Linked DNA regions of Rattus norvegicus: region 1 is linked to region 2. Evidence: chromatin contacts called from public Hi-C data. All regions are on one chromosome and are shown on one strand. Each heading gives the region's core, a stretch centred on a gene start, on an enhancer-like site or on the middle of the called end of the contact. The rest is flanking DNA. Distances are from core to core; before and after follow the strand shown.

Region 1 (4,282 bases), core at 674-3,173, 81 kb before region 2:
CACATACAACCAAGACAGGGCTAGCTAGTGTGTTTTCCATGATAGTGAAAGGAGTATGGAGCTCAGAGGTAGAGAGACCCATTTCTGAAGCCGGTCAGTGATGGTTCCTACGCAGCATGGCTTGCTTGAGGCTCAAGGAAAAGAAAGTATCTAGGAAGACTGGATAAGTAAGTGGGTAAGGGCCACAGAGAAGAAACACACCACTCAGGCTGAGCAGCCGGCCTTTATCCCATTAGAGTGCTGTTAGAAGTCTACACAGACTCCAAGTGTGCCCTTAACCATTATGTTATCTTTTGTTTGTTTGACTGCTAAGTTTACTTCCTAAGGAAGAGCAAAGAGAAGGAAGAGGCCACATGTGTTACAAAATAATGAGAGAGTAGAAAGAGAAGAGAAAATTAACCATGAGGTGCATGCACGATGGGACAATTACCACAGTCCACAGGGGACTAGTCTCTTGAAGCTCAGGGAAAAAAAAAGAGAGCTTTCCAGCAATGAACATGGGGGCTTTCTTTGTCTACAGCTGGTCCTCCCTTTGGCATTTTGATCTAAGTCTCTTGCCCCCCAGTGACTTGAATTTACATTTATAGTCCCCATGCTGGTCTCTGGGCTGTACATGGAAAACTCATTCTTTTTCTTTTGCTTCTACTCAGATCACACACAAACACACACACACACACACACACACACACATTTGCACACACAGATATTCACACACACTCAGAGACACACACACAGATACACACACAGATATTCACACATGTACACACACAAACACACATACACAAACACATACAAACATACACACACAGATATTCACATATACACTTACACACAGACACACAAGCACACACAAACACACACACAGATATTCACACATGTACACTCACACACAGACACACATACACAAATACACACATACACAAACACACACACAGATATTCACACATGTACACTCACACACAGACACACATACACAAATACACACACACACACACACACACACACACACACTTTGTAGATCCTTAAGCAAAAATGTGAGTAAGTTCTCAATTACATCATCTCTTAATTCATGGGGAAAGGATCAATGTTGGATCTCCCAGAGCTACTGCTCATCGTTCTGGCTAATTTTTACCTAATTGCTTTGCTCTATTTCAGGAAAGTCAGTCACTTGCAACCCTCCTGAGAGCCTGAATCCTGAACCCTGACTGATACCAAAGACACTTAAAGCCTTGTTCCCGGGAAGAGGGGAAAACTCTGGGGTTGTGCAAGAATAATTTGAGCTTTGTCCACCACACGCCAGTGGAAAAAGGAACTGAGGATTCCAAAACCGACTTTACACATACTGTCAGCTTACTTACCTGATAAGGCAAGAAAGGATCACTTATGTTTCTGGGAACTGATGGTAATTTAAACTTTTTTTTTCAGACTGTTCTGTAATTACCTCTCAGTTTTCATGAATTCTGAAACATGTTTTTTGTTATTTATAACCTATTTTCCCTCACTATTCATAAACCAGTGAAAACACAGCTCTCACAAATGAGTGAAAATCCAGACAGGACCTACTTGTTTAACTCAATATTTTGATTTGATTTAAAAATCAATAATTTATTTTAACTGAATGACAGACATTTCGTTCCCATGTACAAAGAACTCAGAAATTCCACCCTCCCTCCCACATCCCGTTTGCTCACAAAGATAATGGCTGCATTGACAAGAACTGTTTCCAGTTTCTGTCAAGGGTCACTTTAGAAAGAGTTCAAGAAAAAAAAAGCCTCACACTTACTTTTAACTTAGAATATTTGAGAATGAATAATTAGTTGTTGGCCTCAAGGGTCTTTTTGTTGTTCTGCAAATGGAAACCTTGGGAGGACTGGGTCTATGCCAGTGACACAATGGCTGGTCAGATGCAGAAGAGCAAGGACAAGAATCTAAACCTAGTCCAGTCCTCAGGAGCTCCAAGCTAGATGGCTTTGCTCCTGTTTGGTCTTCCTTTCTCAACTGCGTATGATGTCTGTAAAGCTCCTTACACTGAGATCATGTGTGTCGATAATACTGTGCCTGATACACAGGTCTAGGGGATGACGTCCCATTGAGAAGAGTGACATCGTGGTAGAGAGGTCATGACAGGAGCTTTGGAACCACCCTTGACTTTGAGTTCAAGCTCTGACATACAATGTAGTTTGACCTTCCTGAATTGTTTCCATATCGATAACTGTAAATTCAATGTCCCCCATTGTCAATGCTATATACATACAGTAGGCCTGCTAAAAATACAACTCCTTGTCCCATCTCACCATTCATCTAATATTAACTAATATTTGCCTCTTGTTGGATTAATTAAATCCAGGGGTATTGTCTTCATAGATGAGGAACGCTTTGCAGGACCCTGTAAGCACATGGGAGCACAGAATTACCCACACATGCTCTCGTGAGTCACTCACTCTGACTCTAGGCAGAGACAGCAAGCAGAGTCAGTAAGCACTGTCATTCCAAACACAGCTTTGTCTGGAGCAGCAGCTCTCAAGCTTCCCAAATCTGTGACCCTTTCATATAGCTCCTTGTGTTGTAGGGACATCCAACCATAAAGTTGTTTATGTTGCTACTTCATACATGTATTTTTGCTACTGTTATGAATCTAATGTAAATATTCAATATGCAGGATACATGGCTCCTGTGGAAGGGCCATTACACACACATAACACAACAACAACAACAACAACGGGGTCACAACCCACAGATCACTGGTCTAGATCTTCCCAACACCATGTTTTATGCTTAAATCACAAGTGAAGAAGCAACAAAGTTATGTTCAGTCTTTCAGTTTTCCAGTGAGCATATGATTAGCAGAATAGGCCAATGATAATCAGAAGCCCTGACCCAGTGTGGGGACCCAAACACACTGACATCCTCCTGAGGCCAATGTCTGTCAAAGACACTCAGTAGGAAGTTGATAATGATGAGATCAAGGAAAAGAAGTACCTCAGTGTAGCCCAATGTACAAGATTCTCCATAGAAAAAAAGAAAATGCTTTTCTATCCTTTGATAGGTTTCAGGATAATCCAAGGAAAGATATAAACTAAAATAAAAGTAAAAAATGTAAATAATTCAACATCATTCACCCTTAAACACAGTTCATTAATCTACTATGGGGGAATTGCAGTAGGGCTTAAGGTCCCAATAGTTGCGAATATGTGAACCTTCTTGGGTTGTCAACTAAATGTCTTTATTTACTTATGGTTTTCATCCACTTCTAACTCTTAGGAAGAACTCCTACACACACACACACACACACACACACACACACACACACACACCATACCTAGTGGGATTTCTACAATAGAACACTATAACAGGTAGATGGGCCCTGTTTTATGAGACTGTACCACCAAGTTGATGATGCCAGGTCCTTGCTCTTCCAGATGATGCTAGTGAAGACCTGAAATGGAAATCTGGAGATCATGGGTGAAACATTTACAAGTGAAAACACTACAAGGTAAAAGTTACATGTGCCTCAATGAGGAAATTATTCCCCTTGGTTCCTAGTTTCCATTTGTAACATTTTAAAAGCCTCTGGCTCTCTAAGGTTTTACTCTAGATGCTAAAAAGTTAACTAAAAAGTTAAGTCTCATAGAAAACTGCTTTACTTTTTAATTCCTCTGCTTTCACAGTTGAAACAGAGAATTTATATCAGGAGGTGTATCAAAGGAATTTAAAAGATGCTGACTGTCTAGAGGCTGGCCTTCAACTCTGCAGCACGGTGCGAATCCTAAGTGAATTAATACATATTAGGTCTCCTTAAAAGAGAGTTAAAATATACTTAGCAGCTCAGAGGTGGTTAAACAAAGCACCATTTTTACCAACAGAAATTTGGTCCAGGTCACAAGTCATTATTCCAAAGAACAAGCCCCAAAAGTTAAGTCTCCCCGAGATGTGACAAGAGTCATCCAAGAGCAAAGTTGGGATGTTGGAAAGGAGAGAGCATAGATCTGTGATTTCCTATGCTGAAACAATTGAAAAGAAAGACAATTTGTCTGACTATCATATTCCCTCTTAAAAATAACTATAAATGAACCATTAAATAACAAATGAATGGGGCTGGGCACTTAGCTCAGTGGTAGAGCGCTTGCCTAGGAAGCACAAGGCCCTGGGTTCGGTCCCCAGCTCCGGAAAAAAGAACCAAAAAAAAAAAAAAAACTATAAATGAACCATTAAATAACAAATGAATGCCTCCAAGTACTAGAGTTGCTTTAGAAATTCTATCTTCATGAACTCTACACAGGAG
Region 2 (4,037 bases), core at 968-3,467:
TGCAGAAAGCCATTGGTGGCTCTCAGGTGTTCTTGTGGTTTCAAAGACTGCTCCAACTCTCCTGACTCCCCTCATTGCATCTCGAGCTAGAGAGCTCACCTCAGAGCCCACATCCCACCTCAGATGAGGCTCACCCTAACCCATCCCTTCCCTTCCTCACCCATCCCACCTTTCTGACCATTGCTGGTAGATATAATTGGGAGTTTAGGACTTGAAAGATTTCCCTGTGGCTTCCCACATAGTTTGGACTTTAAAAAAAAAAAATCATCAAAGAGGACAGCAAAAGCGTGAGGCCAAGTTGCCTATAATACACATGTAGCTATTCACATAACTTGGAATGTTCTTTCTTTAAATAGGAACTCTCAGACCTCTTCTCTTTGAGGAAATGTTTGGAAAGAACATTGAATAACAATGTTGGAAATCCTTCCTGCACTCCAGAGACTGCTCACACTTCCAGCCACTCGCACCGTTCACTGTTGACATGTGACTGCACTGTACAGCCTGTGGCTGGCTTAACAAGGTAATTGTGTGCAGATGATGCGGTCAGCTACTTGAAGTGGTTAGCTCCCTTCCCCCACCGCCCCTCCGTTAATTGTCCATGGATGGACTGAAAAAGTTGTAAAACTGGCCAATTTAAATGGACCCTTTTCATGTTATAAGTCTGCAGTATGCTGTTCCCCCAAACTAGTCTTCGCAGATATACTCACCTTTAACTTATACTCAGAAGCACCAACTATGAGAGGAAGCCACTCTTGGGTGTAACCAGAAGTAAATGATGTAGTATTAGGGGAAGCATGGGATGGCCTAGAATCTCTCTACCTACAATGGGAATTGGACACACACACACACACACACACACACACACACACACACACACACGGGGGGGGGGAGGGAGAGAGAGAGAGAGAGAGAGAGAGAGAGAGAGAGAGAGAGAGAGAATAAATAGTACAGGTTCTAAATGAATGCATAGTACATGAAACGAGTCCTTACAGAAACTAAGTAGCAATGTTAAGAAAGAGAGACAAGATTAGGTACACTGTTTACATTTAACATCAAAGGCACCGACTAAGCCTGTTCTTTCCTTGACTTAACCACCCTCCACTAGCCTGCAAGCCATTTGAGTAGCAAGAGGGCTTCATCACTTGTAGACACTTGGAGAAGTCAGTAAAAATGCTTAGCTTATAGCTGGGTTACAGCTAGACACAACCGTTTACCGCTTTGCTGTCATGTAAACAAGTGCTTTACTTCAAAACAGAACAAACTCCAACAGCATCGTTAGATTATGGGTTTTAGGATAAGTAAAAAAAAAAGCCTGAACCTCTGTACAGCCATGTTTAAAATATCTCAACTGAACCCCCACTGGCCTCCTTCCTTCTGCTTCTTTCTTCTCCCACCCTATGTTCCCTGACACTTACCTACCGAACACAGCTATTTGGTCTGAACCCATAAACTTATTTTCCTAAAAACTCCATGCCCAGTCATTGTCCTTCCCTCTCTGGACCTTGAAGACAAGTCCTTACATAAAGAGGGCTGAAAAATCTCCCTAGGAACATGCATCTTTATAGTCCTGGCTTTCATATCTTTTAGCCACCAAAAAACGGTTATCTCCAGTGACCAAAAATCAAACGCCTGTATTTCAGATACAGAATTTGCACATAGGCATTTTGGGCGGGGAGGGGGTATTTCAAATGACTATAAGCACCTTTCTCCTCTCAGTAGAACATCCAAGAGACTACAGTCCCATGAAGGAAAAAAAATCTAAAACAGTGAAAAAGAAGTATTTTTGAATTTCTAGGGGCCCGTGGTATCTGCCTCTTCAGCTACTTGAGTCTTGAGAAATTTTTATATCAGTAGCCAGAACTGGTAAAGCGATTTTTAAGAAGGGAAGATTCGAGAAATAATCCTTGTTCATGTATTTCTAAGTTATATTTCATCAGGAAGGGTGCGAAGAGGATACAGAGAAAGTTTTACTTCTTGGTGTTGTGCTGGAAACACAACGCCTTTTTTTTTCTTCCTGGCCAGCTAAAGTGTGCCAGCTTTTTCAGACGGAGGAATGTGGAGTGTCAAGGGGTCAGGATCAATCCGGTGTGAGTTGATGAGGCAGGAAGGTGGGGAGGAATGCGAGGAATGTCCCTGTTTGTGTAGGACTCCATTCAGTTCTTTGGCGAGCCGGCCGCCCGGAGCGTATAAAAGCCAGCGCCACCCGCCCAGTCTCACACAGCTCTTCTCTCCAAGAAGACTCAGCCAGACCCACTCCAGCTCCGACCCTAGGAGACCGACCTCCTCCAGACGGCAGCAGCCCCAGCCCAGTGGACAACCCCAGGAGCCACCACCTGGAGCGTCCGGACACCAACCTCCGCCCCGAGACCGAGTCCAGGCTCCGGCCGCGCCCCTCGTCGCCTCTGCACCCCGCTGTGCGTCCTCCTGCCGCGCCCCGACCATGCTCGCCTCCGTCGCGGGTCCCGTTAGCCTCGCCTTGGTGCTCCTCCTCTGCACCCGGGTAAGCTCCAGGACTGACGGACAGGACGGAGGGAGGGCAAAGTGAGCTGCGATCTCAGACTGACCGCCCTCCCCTTCCTCTCCGCAGCCTGCCACCGGCCAGGACTGCAGCGCGCAGTGTCAGTGCGCAGCTGAAGCGGCGCCGCGCTGCCCCGCCGGCGTGAGCCTGGTGCTGGACGGCTGCGGCTGCTGCCGCGTCTGCGCCAAGCAGCTGGGAGAACTGTGCACGGAGCGTGATCCCTGCGACCCACACAAGGGTCTCTTCTGCGACTTCGGCTCCCCCGCCAACCGCAAGATTGGCGTGTGCACTGGTAAGACCCGCAGCCTCTATTCCAGCCCTCTAGGAAAAAAAAAAAAGCCCTTGTCTGCAGCAGCTTCCAACCGGCCCCCTGCAGTCCTGACCCTAGCTCACCACCTTGACATGTACAGTGATACAGCTATTCTGATCCCTGGGACCCCTGTCTGACCTCTACATCTTTGTCTTCCTTTCCTGCAGCCAAAGATGGTGCACCCTGTGTCTTCGGTGGGTCCGTGTACCGCAGCGGCGAGTCCTTCCAAAGCAGTTGCAAATACCAGTGCACTTGCCTGGATGGGGCCGTGGGCTGTGTGCCCCTGTGCAGCATGGACGTGCGCCTGCCCAGCCCTGACTGCCCCTTCCCGAGAAGGGTCAAGCTGCCCGGGAAATGCTGTGAGGAGTGGGTGTGTGATGAGCCCAAGGACCGCACAGTGGTTGGCCCTGCCCTAGCTGGTGAGTCGTCTTCATCTGTGTTACTGTTATTCCTTCTTCCCAACTTCAGGGCCAATGCCCAAGTACACCATGTTAAGGGGAAATTGTCCTATCCGGATGTTTTACCTTGTGTTTGTGTGTTCTCTCACAGCCTACCGACTGGAAGACACATTTGGCCCTGACCCAACTATGATGCGAGCCAACTGCCTGGTCCAGACCACAGAGTGGAGCGCCTGTTCTAAGACCTGTGGGATGGGCATCTCCACCCGGGTTACCAATGACAATACCTTCTGCAGGCTGGAGAAGCAGAGTCGTCTCTGCATGGTCAGGCCCTGTGAAGCTGACCTAGAGGAAAACATTAAGGTAAATAAATACTCTGCCCCCAGACACTCATTTTCACAGAATGACAGGAAAGAGAACCAGAGCTGGCTGTCTCGCCGCCCTTCTTATTATAGGCCTGTTGTCTCCAGAAATATCTAACCATGGAGCTGTCTGGCTAGAATGAGAGATGCTGTAACAGCAGCTGCCAGTTTTCCACTACAAAATTCCCCGGGGTGTTAGTTAATACGAGACACTCCAAACGAAGCCATGGCTATTTTTGGAAAACTGGCGAATGAAACTCCCAGTCTCTCTCCCCTCAGAATATAAACACAAGTCAGATGACATAGGGCTAGTCTACAGAGGGTTGAGGAAGGCCACTCCCGTTGTAGTAATTGCGGTGTCTCTTCTCGTCTTCCCTTAGAAGGGCAAAAAGTGCATCCGGACGCCTAAAATTGCCAAGCCTGTCAAGTTTGAGCTTTCTGGCTGCACC

What was found. Hi-C and Micro-C count contacts between places; a contact is called where the count stands out from the background.
Region 1: a contact with region 2 is called in a Hi-C map of Schwann cells, with 2.0 times the contacts expected there. The contact joins the enhancer-like site here to the promoter of Ccn2 in region 2. A contact is called at or near these places in 3 of 12 Hi-C or Micro-C datasets (the A7r5 cell line, Schwann cells and psoas muscle).

The regions. Positions count from the first base shown.
Region 1 is chr1:22,703,317-22,707,598 of GRCr8, reverse strand. The region is part of intron 2 of LOC102553457 (a long non-coding RNA gene); the gene reads right to left. Among named protein-coding and RNA genes, the nearest start is that of Ccn2, 81 kb to the right of the region's middle. Within about 2 kb of position 1,923, at least 3 of the 93 cell types and tissues checked have an H3K27ac peak or open chromatin away from gene starts, as enhancers often do. A contact at or near this core is called in Schwann cells, where this site is marked.
Region 2 is chr1:22,622,794-22,626,830 of GRCr8, reverse strand. Ccn2 (cellular communication network factor 2) reads left to right here and starts at 2,217. Exons shown (of 5, transcript NM_022266.2): 1 at 2,217-2,500; 2 at 2,588-2,810; 3 at 2,996-3,247; 4 at 3,378-3,589; 5 at 3,969-4,037. The coding sequence starts at 2,441.